Regions from separate parts of the Arachis hypogaea genome. Here region 1 is linked to region 2. A link is a contact called in public Hi-C data. All regions are on one chromosome and are shown on one strand. Each heading gives the region's core, a stretch centred on a gene start, on an enhancer-like site or on the middle of the called end of the contact. The rest is flanking DNA. Distances are from core to core; before and after follow the strand shown.

Evidence for each region. Hi-C and Micro-C count contacts between places; a contact is called where the count stands out from the background.
Region 1: a contact with region 2 is called in a Hi-C map of leaf, with 2.7 times the contacts expected there. The contact joins the enhancer-like site here to the promoter of LOC140174303 in region 2. A contact is called at or near these places in 2 of 8 Hi-C or Micro-C datasets (both in leaf).

Annotation. Positions count from the first base shown.
Region 1 is chr7:17,414,543-17,417,576 of arahy.Tifrunner.gnm2.J5K5, forward strand. No RefSeq gene overlaps it. Among protein-coding and RNA genes, the nearest start is that of LOC112702678, 12 kb to the right of the region's middle. Within about 2 kb of position 1,334, at least 3 of the 3 cell types and tissues checked have open chromatin away from gene starts, as enhancers often do.
Region 2 is chr7:17,330,103-17,333,028 of arahy.Tifrunner.gnm2.J5K5, forward strand. It overlaps LOC140174303 (zinc finger BED domain-containing protein RICESLEEPER 3-like), which reads right to left and starts at 1,505. Exons shown (of 3, transcript XM_072198730.1): 1 at 1,409-1,505; 2 at 830-1,061; 3 at 1-297. The coding sequence starts at 1,505.

The DNA of each region.
Region 1 (3,034 bases), core at 84-2,583, 84 kb after region 2:
CTCCTCTCTTTAATAGGTTAAGAGCAATGCTAAGGAACCAAAAGGATATTAGCCAAAAATTAGCCAAAATATTTTTGGTGAATCCAAAATTTTTACGAATTAATATATATAGATGTTTCTTCTGCTAAGTATCAGAATGTTTCTTTTCATACTAAATAGATGTTCTTTTATATATTTTTCGAATTTTTTTGTATTGCAAATGTGAATGTCTCTATTTCTTTAAAAATTTCATATTTTTTTTAAATTTTATAGATATTTAATTATTTTTGCTAAAATATAATTAAATATTTCTTTTGTTAAGTATTAGGATGTTTTTTTCATATTAAATGAATATTTTTTTATATTTTTGTTTAAATGCTTGTAACATCCACGAGAAATTTTGTTTATAACCTGGTTGGTGACATTTAAGTCTAAGATTACAAAGGAAGAGAAGTTTGTTGTCCCTAGCAAATCATCTACATAGGATGATGATGGTATTTATGTGGTAACAGAAATCAATTAGTGAGAAGGTGGATCTGGATTGAACTTGACAGATTCTCTCCATATGAGTTCCTTGACATCCTCTTCAGTGCATGTTGGATGCTCAAAGTCAAAACTTAATGGCCTCGGATAAACCAGCTCATCATTGATGACCTCTGTCGCCTTCTTAGATAGCACAATCGGCCTCAGGCTTATGCCGGAGTTACTCGATCTTGACGCGCCTGTTCTTGTCGCTGTTGACGCCGGCTCCGAGGGGAAGTCACGTGCGCTGACGCGCGGAAATTCTGAGACTCGAACCCGAGTCCGAACATAAGGTTCACAAGCTTCCGATCTAGTAAAGACAATTCCGACTAGAAGTGGAAGCGATCGGAAGAGTGGGTTGCGGTGGGGAGGCGGAGAGGGCCTGACGGTGAGAGAGAAATTGATTTTTAGAGGTGAGTAGATTAATGTAAAAGAGAAAAAGAAGGTTTTTATAGGTTTTAATTAGGTTTAGTTAATCAATTTTTAATTTTTTAAATTTTGAATTTAAAAAATTTAAAATTAATTATTAATATAAATTAATGTGGTTTTGTTTAGTTTTTAGCTGGTAACATTTTGGTTCTATATACTTTTTCATAGGTTAATGATTAGTCTGCTGCGGATTTAAGTTCTATTTTAAAATTGCTGTTGGCTAATAAATTATTATATATACAATATGAGATTTTAATTCTAATAACATTTACTATAGCAGAGAAATGAATTAACTACTTAATCAATATATAGTTGTGCAACATTTTTTTTTTTGTATACTTATACAGTGCAACATTTATTTTGTTCCGCTGAATGTGTGCTAGTTGGGCCTGAAACGAAAAATACAGGGAAAAAAATTGGGTGACCCGGTTAAAGAATAGTCCTTCTGAATAAGTCTAATGACCCCAACCACGAAAAAGGAAAAAACAAATTAGAAAACAAAAAGCAAAAAACATAAAAGTGTAATGGCAGAAATCCACTGAGCCTGCAAGCGAATCCTATTCCACTAAAGAACCTGATGCTAGCGAACAGACCAGTTCTGAACACCACCAAAGCATTCAAGAATAAGTTTATTATCATGGGGAGTGAATTTTCTCTAGTTGGATGGTATCCATTGAAAAATTTTATCCTTTATTATATTTTTTCTCTCATTTATTTTTAGTCTTACTTGTAAAATTAAAAATAAAAAATTATACTTTATTCTCTTCAATGACAAAAAAATAGAGAGGATTCATTTCCATTATCATAACCAAAACCCAAAAAAAAATTATGTTTATTATTGGGATAATATATTATTTTTGTCCTAAACTTTGAATTAAACATTTTATTTTATTTGTGTTCTACCTATTTAAAAAGTGATTAAATATAATTGTTATTTTTAACCCCTAAAAAATACTAATAATAGAAGATAAATATTTTCTCAAATGCAAAATTAGTTTTTGTAATTTAGTAGAAAAAAATCTAGTTTTTTTTTATAGATACATGAAAACAATGATGTAACAAGAATCTTTTGTAAATTAATTTTTTATTTTTAATTGTATTTTTGAACTATTTTTAAAATTTACTTACAACAATAACAACTTAAGATTTGTCATATACAATATTCATTAAATATGTCACTGTATTTATTAGTAATTTTTTATTAAGTTAGGTGAATTAATATTTAGTTATTTTTAAATCTTTGAGATATAAATAAAATACAAAAATGACCAGAAACAACATTGATATTTATTCTAAACTGAAGCAATATGGTTTTAGAACTTCATTTTGCATAAATACTAAACTAAACAATTTTAATTAAAATAAGTAACACATATTGTGATTTGGAAACATATTTATTAAATAAAAGTGTTAATATTTTCAGAGACAGCGGCCCTTGATTTTGTATTTTTTATTTTTACTAATAGCTAGAATGCTAGAGTTACAAATGATTTTAAAAAAAAAAAATTCTCTTTCCCAAACATGCATTAATTCATCACTTTCCACAACTTTTTTTTTTTTATTTTCTCTTGGTTTAAATCCTTCCCCCCTAGATCTAGCTAACTTGCATTTATTATTTTCAACTTGAATTTGAATATTGGGTGCAGCTAAATATCATAAGTGATGTTTACTTCCTAAAGTTTAAATCATTTTCAGCTACACACACCTACACGCTTGCATATGATAATATCAAAGAGCAACCTTTTCCAAGGTCAAAACACCAATTTATAAACAGTATAAAGTGACATATCACTGGACCTTTTCAACCGAGTCACATGATTCTGCATGTGCTGCTACATGGCGATTGAAAATGATGTACATAAAAAAACATATATTTTTATTTAATACTTTTAGGTTAGGCAGGAAGAAAGAATTGAATAGTATTGCTATTGCATTCCCAACTCTCAACAAGATATGCTATTATAATTATAAAATAATGATAATAACAATAAAAATATAGATCTTAATTCTGATACATGGAATGCTCACCAATAATTTTGTTTCCATTTATATAATCACTTAAGTAATAAATATTAACGGTAACGATTTTTGTTACATTAATAAT
Region 2 (2,926 bases), core at 255-2,754:
ACACCCATAATGCCATGAATGTCTTCCCAATACTTATCAAACTTTTTCTTCATCATACATGCCATGCTACTAATAACTGGGTTAGGAGAAACAACCCATTTTTCCAATCCAACATGTATCTCACATACTTTATTGAAGTAAATGTTGGTAGTTGGAACTTGAGTTCCAGAAAATAATTGAGTCACATCATAAAAAAGTTTTAATTTAGCACAAATTTCTTTTGCAAGTTTCCATTCCTCATTACTTGGCACATTTTTATAATTGGAGTCTTTTTGTTTTAGTCGAGCAAAGACATCTCTGTACAACCATGTAGTTTCTAACATCACATAAGTGGAATTCCATCTAGTTATACAATCAAGAGATAATTTTTTGGTAAAGGAAACACCTGACTTACTACACTAACTCACAAAAGTTTCATGTCTTTTACGAGTTGAAGTCTAATACACCACACTATTACGAATTTTCTCCATACTTTCTTTAACTAAATTGAAACCATCCTTCAAAATTAGGTTTAAAATATGAGCACAGCAACGCATATGCAATAACTTACCCCCTAACAATAAATAATTTGAGTCTAGACATCCCAACAATACATCAATCATAGTATCATTTGTAGAACAATTATCCAATGTAATAGTTGATAATTTTCTATCTAAGTTCCACTCCAACAAAACTTTCATTAATGCATTAGAGAGAACTTCACTTGAATGAGGAGCAGGAACATAAGTAAAGTTGAAAATTATTATAAATATATCAGATAAAAAAAATCACAAGTACATCAAGCATTAGAAAGCATATCTTATACTAGAAGCAAAGTTTAAGGTATTACCTAAATACCCGCATTTGTAAATTCCATGAATTATCAATGTAGTGTGCTGTAACAAGCATGTATCCTTTTTTCTGGTTGGAAGTCCACATGTCAGTTGTAATAGCCACTCGACTATCATTTACATCCATCATCTTGTTTATGTTAAGCTTCTCCACTTCGTATATTTCCAAGATATCCTTCTTGATTGTGTTTCGGCTTGGCATCTTAAACGTTGGTTGCATTGAAGCAAACACTTCTCTTGTTGCAACATGATCCACATATGACAAAGGATACTCATGCATACAAATGGACTTGGCAATCAATTTTCTTGTGTGAGATGCATCAATATAAAAGAATCTGAACTATTCTTTCCATGTCTTTGAAGAGATTCGGTAATTGTTGATTATCTTGAATTTGCTAATTTTATTCTCTTACAATAATGGAGCACATGTTTCTTCAAATTCGTACTCTCATTCCTTGGATTGGCACCAAGAACAGACTTACAATGGTTGCACTTTTCCTTCCACTCTTTTCCCTCTTTATATCTACTAAAGTATTGCCAATAAACACTTTTCAATAAAGATTTGTTGCTATTTTCACCTGAGGCAGACTCGTCTGGAACAAAATTAGCAGTTTCTTCAATAGGAGTTTCTTCTTGTTGTTCTTGAGCCACTACATCTATATTGGTACTATCCATTATTACCTACACAATAGTAAAATAAATAATTGGAGAGAGGGATCCGCGCTAGCCTATTTCGCGTTGGAAAACTCTACCGAAGTGTATGTGTTAAGGATATAGTCATTTCACCGATACGGATAACCGACTTGAGGAGGAAGACCCCTTTCATTTTTGAAGTACCTAGTGGCGAAAATTCGAAAGTAGGAAAAAGGCAAGATCAAAGTTCTTCCTTGAGGCCGGCTCAGCTAACCGATATGATGCCGAATTCCCGGCTCGCTTTTCTTTCGCGCCTTCTGTTAGGTGGGCAGCGCTACCCCCCTTTGTTTGCGTTGTCCTGCTTTCGCGGTAGAAGCAGGAATTAAAAATTCAAGCATGCTGAAAAATTATTAAGATTCAGAAAAATCATTTATACATAAAAAACTTAGGAATCCAATTTTTATACATAAAATTTATCAAACTAAATTTACCATTTATCTAGTCCACTTTCGCTCTTTCTTTCAATTACAAGTTTCTGTCCTTAAAAAAACAATATCCTTTTATAAAAATTGGAAATTTCTTTTATGACCTGACTTCATATTGAAAAATTTTGCCAAGTTCCGACTCCAACTTATTTGAGGGCCTTATTTTTTTCTCATCGTAAAATTAAATCTTTTTTAGTATAATATTTAAGAATACAATTTTCCAATATATATTGCATTCACATCAACTGTAAATCTAAAGCAACAAATTTGATCAATTTAAGCATTTACATTCCAAGAAAACAACACTAAGCTAGTTGGGCACAACAAGCATTGAATAAAACTAAATAATACAGATAATTATGGTGTAATGCAAAGGCATATATATACACATGGATATTGCATAAACTGTAATAGTAGGACCGAATAATTACATGAACTTGGTTTTTCTTTTTTTTTTCTCTCTTATTTTTGGTATAGCTACTTCCCTACAGCTACCAATCACATCATCTAATCAAACTCTAGCATGAAAAACTTATTATTCACCACTAGTAAAGTCCTAATTTTCACAGATTCAAATGCAAAGTACATACCAAGAAGAAAACAAAGCAGTAGCGTAGAGAGGAGAGAAGGTCACGAATCAGCGGCATTGCGAGGAGAGCACAGAGGAGGAAGAAGAGTGGTGGCAATGGAGGAACGAGGAACAAGGAGGGAGAGTTGGGGCAATAGAGTACTGAGGTCTGAGGCTTATGGCTTGGGAAGAAACTTGGGAAGAAACGGCGCTACCAGAGTACCAGCCTCCCACTTAGTCTTAGGGTTTCTAATGAGTGATTTCTGAATCTTGAATTATATATATGATTTTTATTTTTGTTTAATTTTTATTTTATGGTAATTTCATAAATATACAAATGCAATATATTATCAAAGTAAGTAACTAGTTTAGTGGTTAATTGCTACACATGAAGGAGGTTGAGGGTTCAA